2 separate regions of the Rattus norvegicus genome follow, and region 1 is linked to region 2. Evidence: chromatin contacts called from public Hi-C data. All regions are on one chromosome and are shown on one strand. Each heading gives the region's core, a stretch centred on a gene start, on an enhancer-like site or on the middle of the called end of the contact. The rest is flanking DNA. Distances are from core to core; before and after follow the strand shown.

Region 1 (3,399 bases), core at 303-2,802, 150 kb after region 2:
TTGAGGAAAGGATTTCTACTTGATTTAGAGGTACTACTATCCAACCCTTACCAAGGAACCACAAATGACAAATTAGTGCAAAGGTATAAGGCTACGTAATGCATCATGCACACGACATCTGGAGTCTACGTTGAGTCATACGCAATACCCCTTGGGCCCTTTTACTTTTTTACCAATTGGACTGTGTCTTTTTTTTTTTTTTCCTTTCTTGCCTATTTCTCCTAGAGCAGAAACGATAGCAAGGGATAGCATGCCAGAAGCCACAGTCTACCCTGCGTGCCTTCGGTGAAGGACCGTTGATGGGATTAGTTTTAGTACTGAGCATAAGAAACGCTGGCTACGGCACTCTGAGTACGGGACAGCTTCTTTTTATGCATGTCACATAAGGACACCGGTTAAGGCTGCTTACGGAGGTTAGCATTGACTGGGAGATCCGAGACCGTGGTGTGTAAGTAGCAGCCTGAGAGATGGCTCTAGCGGGAGCACAGGGATGCTGTGAAAATGCATCTGTGAGCTTGCCCCGTGAAGGCTCTGTGTGCTGCTTTGTTATTTCTTCTGTCTGCTGGCTTTCCCCGTGGCACAGGACTGCTTGGGTCCTTATTACTTTTGTCTGCGAGCTCTTGGCTGCCTTATTAAGAAACTATCAAGTTATCTTGAGAGCTGTGGTGAAGGTACAGAAAGAATCCTCACCAGCTTTTACCAAACCTGGGATGGGGAGAACTGACATCACCAGCAGAGGGTGGCTTGAGAAAAATTATCACGGCTGTGCTCCCACCTTCCCCCGTACTAGATATGTCTGATAGTTTATTATTGTCTTATCATATGCTATGGAAGTGACTCCAGCATTTAAAGATGTTTCCCTCTTACTCCTCATTCTCCCCAACAGACACACTATGCTCCTGGGGATGCAACTCAGGGCTTTGCTCACAGCAGGCAAGCACTTAGCAAGTGGTTTACACCTCCTAATCAGCATCCTAATTGTTTCAGGTGACAAACATCCCCAGTCCCAATCTCCTCACAGCAGTCACTCACACTGATGCCTCCTTTCTCTTGTCCTCTGTAAGCCTCACATTAACACTGCAAGCTCAGGCCGCCATGTCTGCCCTGAGGGACCTCAGCGGTGTCTTTGGCCTCCCTGACTCTACCCCCTTTCACTCCCTTTCCATACTTTACCCAGGTACTTCCCAGATCAGAGTGGGTTACTACTCCACTGCTTTAAACTCTCCACAGGTGGCCAGGGTCTGACTGCTGGGCTGGCTGCACTGTAAATCAATCCCCTCTCCATCCCTTTCTTCAGCTACGGTTATGCGCTCTTAATGCCGATACAATTTGTGTCTTTTTTTCATTTCAAAATAACTTTATCAGTGTGGTTTGTAGCTGATCTCAGTTTAGGTTGCTCTATGGGGCAGGTTGGGCTTGGCAAATAGCCAAGCAAATAGCCAAGTCAACTTTTTGACTAAGCAAATAGTTGGGATCAAAGTCAACACTGAAGGCATTCCAGCAGTCCGGTTAGCCTTCACCTGCTTTCAGGACGTTCCTGGGGGCATGAAGTTCACCATTGGTGCCGCCAAGCAATGCCTTTGGCACAGCACCACTCAGGTTCACTAGAGTGGAGTCTTGCTTCAGGCAGCTGGACCCCAAACTCGACTCTTGAAGACTGACAACACAGACTTCCGTCACAGAGCCACATGGCTCGAGCTGTGCACACTACACACATGAGCCCGCATGCACCGATGTGAACGCTCTGTCTGTGCTGTGCTACTTTGCACTATGACTAACAGCATCCAGGTCACTTACCAGGTGAAGCTGACCTACCCCTTAAACTGCTTTAGCGTTCCTACTAATGACGTCAATGACAGTTCTGTCGGTCACTTCTTAGGAGACCAGTAGAGGGAGCAGGTGAGTATTAATAGTGGGTTTAATACTAGCATTTTGTAATAGGTACAGTTTCTTGCACTGTTCTGTGGGCCTAATTTTTTACTGTATCCAAACAAGACTTTGTGGCGTACAGACTAAAACATATAAGGTCATTTAAAGGCATCAGGGGTTTTGGAGGAAAGTGTACAATCTCTTTTCTGTAATCCTATTAGACTAGTTAGCATTCTAGGCTTTAAAAGCAGTGCTGCATTTTCCCCTCGAGGGAGTCGGATATGAGCAGCGTTGTATCCCAGTAGTGCTGTAACCACGCCCTCTGTGTGGTCTTTGTCCAGTTGGTTTCCTTGTATTTCCTCTTTTTGGTCACCTTTTGTTGACTTGTGCCCTTCCTGGAATGGAAACCTATGGCAGATGTGGTAGTGAGTGCCAGATCAGGGGCTTAAGGCAGAGTTTGAAAGAAAGGCACAGAGTATACAGGAAGATAACCAGGAAAACCTGGCCACCAAGAGACAACTGGATCCGTGCCGGGACAAGGACAGCAGAGGGTCCTTTACCTAAGCAGAGCATCGTAACTGTTCATAAGCTTGACTGTAACTTTTATTCTCAACTATTTGTCAAAGTTATGCTAAAGTTTTTCAAAAATGACTTTTGTCCATGTAAGTCCATAATGGAATGTAAGTTCCCACAGACAAGAGTTTTCATATTAACGCAGCCAGATGGACGGGAATACAAAATGAGGGTCATGTGCATTTTTTAAAAAATAACCTTGACATAAGCCATTTATTTATGTTAACTTATAACCAAGAGAGATAATATATCTAAATGGGAATACTCTTTATGACATTTTTATTTCCTTTTAAAAGTTTCTCAATAATTAAGATAAACATTTATAAATTTATATTAAAGGAAGATTAATCTAGATGGCATTAAGCCACTTCCAAGTGAAAACTAGTCTGTGAGAGATGCAGACAGTTCACTAGAATGGCTATGGAGGCTGGACACAGTTCTTGGTAGGTTCCAACTCTTGAAAGTGTGTCAGAATGGACTTAGGAACAGTCAATGTAAAATTTTAGCTAGTAAACCCACTTCAAAACATCAAGTACTGTGTCAACGCTAGGACTTAGTTGAGGTCATGGGTGAAGCAGCTACGGCTAGCACACGGGTCCTTTACACAGTGCGTCCCACCAGAGAGGAAAGCAGGCGTGTCAGGTCAGCCCTCACTCACCACCGGAGAACGGAACTCACTGTCTTCTCGGAGCTGGGACTCCTGTATGGACCTTTTGGACACTTGTTTTTTCAGAAGGAGAGATAAAATATTCCACAAGAAAATATTAGAATGAAAATATTTAAAAATCAAACAGTGTTTGAGATAACTTTATACAACAGGATAATTATATAAACTGAAATCTTCCTAAAAATTTGAGGAATTTGTGGTGTAATCTTAAAAAAATATTTACTTGCATATTTCCCAAGTTGCTAATAAATAAAAAGCTCCCCCTTTTAGAGTCTGTGGGCTCTAGAAGA
Region 2 (3,523 bases), core at 812-3,311:
CAGTGGAACTGTTCTCACAGCACCATAGACATCACGGATGGAAAATGTGCCTCAGTCATCCCATTCAGTCCCGGGAAGGGCATTCTCTAACGGTTCCACACACAGCCACAGAGGCCACACATCCGCCCTGTCCCAGGAGAGATCTTGCAGTCAAACGGTTTCCCCAAGTTGTAAACTTCCCCTCACTCGCTTTCTCATTCTGTTTCAAGAGGGTTATTTTTAACGAAAAGAAAAAAAAGTTAAGGAACAGTTCATGCTTCTCGTCTTGTAGAGCACGACAGCCACCTCCTTCCTCAGAGCTGATGTGACGCTTGCCAGGAGACCCCCACCAAGATAGAGCTTGTAGACATTTGGCATTCTATAGAAGAAAGGGCTGAAGACATCCACTTCTTCCCACACTCCAGGATATTTGTGCACAGTTCTGTCCTAACAGTCTGTAGCCTTTCTGTCTCAGGTGGCATTAGTGTTTATGACATGTGGAAGTTTACTGGAAGTGGGTAGGCTCCATCTATTCAGCTAAGGGAGTCACAGTGCATGTTGGAGCAAGACTTCCCATGGTGTGGAGCTCCTCCCAATAACCCCTCATCTATCTCCGTAAGTAAGCCCAGTAATCTTATTGGTTCCCCATGTTGGAGCAGCGCTTTGGCTTGTCATGGACAACCTCAAAGGAGAGGATGCCCATTTATATCTCCCAGGGAAAGAGTTCCCGATCTGAGCCTAAAGATGACCGTTTCCTTTTCAGGAAAACGAGCCTGCTTAAGATCTGCATTTGGTTCCTTGAACGAGTGACTTGCGTTGTCTTCAGACGTGAATATCGAGAGAGAACACATTTGTGCAGAAGCCCCGAGAATCACAGTCTGCTTCGTGGACATGATGCATGGACTTCCTGCTTTCAAGGGTCTGTCATCACCTTCAGCAGCATGCCCTAACGGACCTCTTCTCCAGGCCTTCTTAAAAATCTTGCTGCATGTAATCTTGTGCATTCTAGGGAGCCAAAAGGATGCTAGCAGGACTGTGGATTTCTGTGAGATGTGTCTCAAATGTCTATGGCTTCTGTACCCACCCCGATGCAGCAGGACTCAAACGCTGGGCTCTGCGATTACTCTTCTCTCTGCAGTTCTGTCCACTCAGCTGTGTCTCTTGTGACTCTCTTTTGCCTGGCACCCGAGCAGATCATATAAGCATTTTCCCCCCACAAAATAACCACTAAATCCCTACGCCATGTGTCCTTGAGAAAGGAGTAATCTTGCGTTCTCCAGAAGGCAACCTTTGTGTCTGAATTAAGAGAGCTACTCTAAGACACTAGAGTTTGATATTTGTGCATGCAGATAATTCTGATTGTAGGACCTTTCCCCCTTCATTCCCACAGCCTTGGTCTTTGCAGGTGGAGCTGGGAGGCTCAAAGATCAGGTGATCAGGGACAAGCTGGCTGGCCCTATCCCTCCCTGGCTACCAGGGATATATGCACTGACCTGGGGAGTTTCTACCATCAGGAGCAGAGCTGATGGAAAGTTAAGATCTGTGTGTGTGTGTGTGTGTGTGTGTGTGTGTGTGTGTGTGTGTGTGTGTCTCAAACCATCCTGAGGAAACAGAGCAAGTACTTCTTTTACAGAAGGGTGGGCCACACTCGGATGTAATCACATATGCCTTCAACCTCAGCACTTACAAAGCACAGAAAAGAGGATTTCAAGGTCAAGGTGAACCTGGACTACATAACAAAACTCTGACTCAGAAAACCAAATAAAAATCCTAAAAGAGCCTAGAGAAGGAAGAGTTGGCTGGATAGGAGCAGCAGTGCCCTCCCCACAAAGGTGCCCGCCAGAAGGGAGGGCTCATTGAATACGGTGGTGAGACGCACGGGGTCTGCTCTTTTCTCTCCAGTGTATTATTTTCGCCTTTGGGTTTTTTGTTTTGTTTTGTCTTGTTTTGTTTTGTTTTGTTTTGTTTTGTTTTGCTTTGCTTTGCTTTGCTTTTGTTTTTGTTTCGCCTTTGGGTTTAAGCCATTGATCCGGAACTATTCAAAAACTTAGATGACAGCTTTTCCTCCGGCCACTAGGTGGTGCTAGATCCCCGGTTGGTATCCCACTTCGACTGCAAAACTAGAAGCGAAGCCCAAACGCAGAACTACAAAACGAACAGAGTGGGGGAGAAAATGTCCTGAACCCTAAAGCTGGTCTTGAAGTCGTCCCAAAAGGAAACCCCCCGGTTGAAGCCCTTGCAGCAGCCCCTCGTTCATGGGTGTGCGTTCCATAGGAGCTCCACTCGGACCCTTCTCTCCGGTTTCTCTTTCTGTGTGATTGGCTGCTCTCCCTCACAGGAAGTCAACGCTGTTTACTGCTTCTGCATCCACAAAGGGGCCTTTCCCTAGAGATGGCCAAAGGTGGCTCACTCACCATGATTACCAGGCTGACTGTAAACCCTTCAATACCAGCTGTCCTCTGGTGGCAGCCCCAGAGGGTTTGGGGAGGTGGCTTCATTCACTGCCTTGGGGAAACTGCCTTTCTGGGCATGTTTACCGTGAATTCTGTCTGGGGTCAATGATATGGGCCGCAGGGTAGCCTGGCCGCTGAGAGATCTGTCACAGAACAGGCTTCTAAATGGCATCATCAGGCTTCTGCCATCCCAGGACAAACAGAGGACCGGGACATAAAGGAAAAGGAACAACAAAGACGGTTTCCCTAGGAGCTATTAAGGTCTGCTGTGCGATAGAAAACAAGTTTTGCCCATCTGCCTGAAAGCACAGGGCTGAGTGGTCTTATCTCCAGCTTCCCCTCCCTCTCTCCCTCCCTCCCTCCCTCTGAGGTGAAAGACCTCACCAACCCAAGTGTAAATAACAAGGATGAGGAGGGGGGTGGGAGCGAACAGGTGGGAGCCTTCTTCTTACCCAGCACAAAGGGTCTGACCAACATTCCTACCACAACAGAGTAGAGATTGGCAAGAGAGAAACATAATAAATTTACTTAGTGACAGATTTATGAGTGCCAGAACCACAGAGAATGAAGCCCCAAAGACTGTGGGGGAAATCCTTTAGGTTTCTGTTGCCCTTTTGATGAGGGATGGGCAGCCACATTGGAATGTGATTGAGTCCAGGTCTGACCTAAGGTGGCAGATAGAGGGAAAACCTTCAAACCCTGCAGCATCCCTTCCTTCCCACCCAGCTTAGAGGCAGGACACCTCCAGGTTCTAGGCTCCCTTGGCGGAAGGAGAACTAGTCTGTAGGTCTTTTGATGGGAAGGGCGGGTCAGGTGACAGAAGACAGAAAGACCAGACTCCATTGTTTTGGGAATCTTTCCTGGGTCACCCTGGCTGCCCTGTTAACTCAGCTCACATCCAGGGAAATTCCACCAGGAGCCAGTCTCAGCTGGTGTTGAGTGCTGAGAGCCCCTCTCCCCTCCAGGAATCCCTTTTGTAAGGGGAGGGACAGCACCTGCGGTCCAGTCAGCTCAGCAGTGGTCACAAAGGCAACTAACTCCACCTGAGGCAGCCTCACCTTACAGCTCTGGAGGCTGTGACCGAGTGACAC

Evidence for each region. Hi-C and Micro-C count contacts between places; a contact is called where the count stands out from the background.
Region 1: a contact with region 2 is called in a Hi-C map of liver, with 2.9 times the contacts expected there. The contact joins two enhancer-like sites. A contact is called at or near these places in 3 of 12 Hi-C or Micro-C datasets (Schwann cells, liver and mammary epithelial cells).

Annotation. Positions count from the first base shown.
Region 1 is chr16:77,780,484-77,783,882 of GRCr8, forward strand. All of the region lies in intron 12 of Mcph1 (microcephalin 1), which reads right to left. Among named protein-coding and RNA genes, the nearest start is that of Angpt2, 8.6 kb to the right of the region's middle. Within about 2 kb of position 1,553, at least 6 of the 93 cell types and tissues checked have an H3K27ac peak or open chromatin away from gene starts, as enhancers often do. A contact at or near this core is called in liver, where this site is marked.
Region 2 is chr16:77,628,525-77,632,047 of GRCr8, forward strand. No RefSeq gene overlaps it. Among named protein-coding and RNA genes, the nearest start is that of Xkr5, 53 kb to the left of the region's middle. Within about 2 kb of position 2,062, at least 17 of the 93 cell types and tissues checked have an H3K27ac peak or open chromatin away from gene starts, as enhancers often do. A contact at or near this core is called in liver, where this site is marked.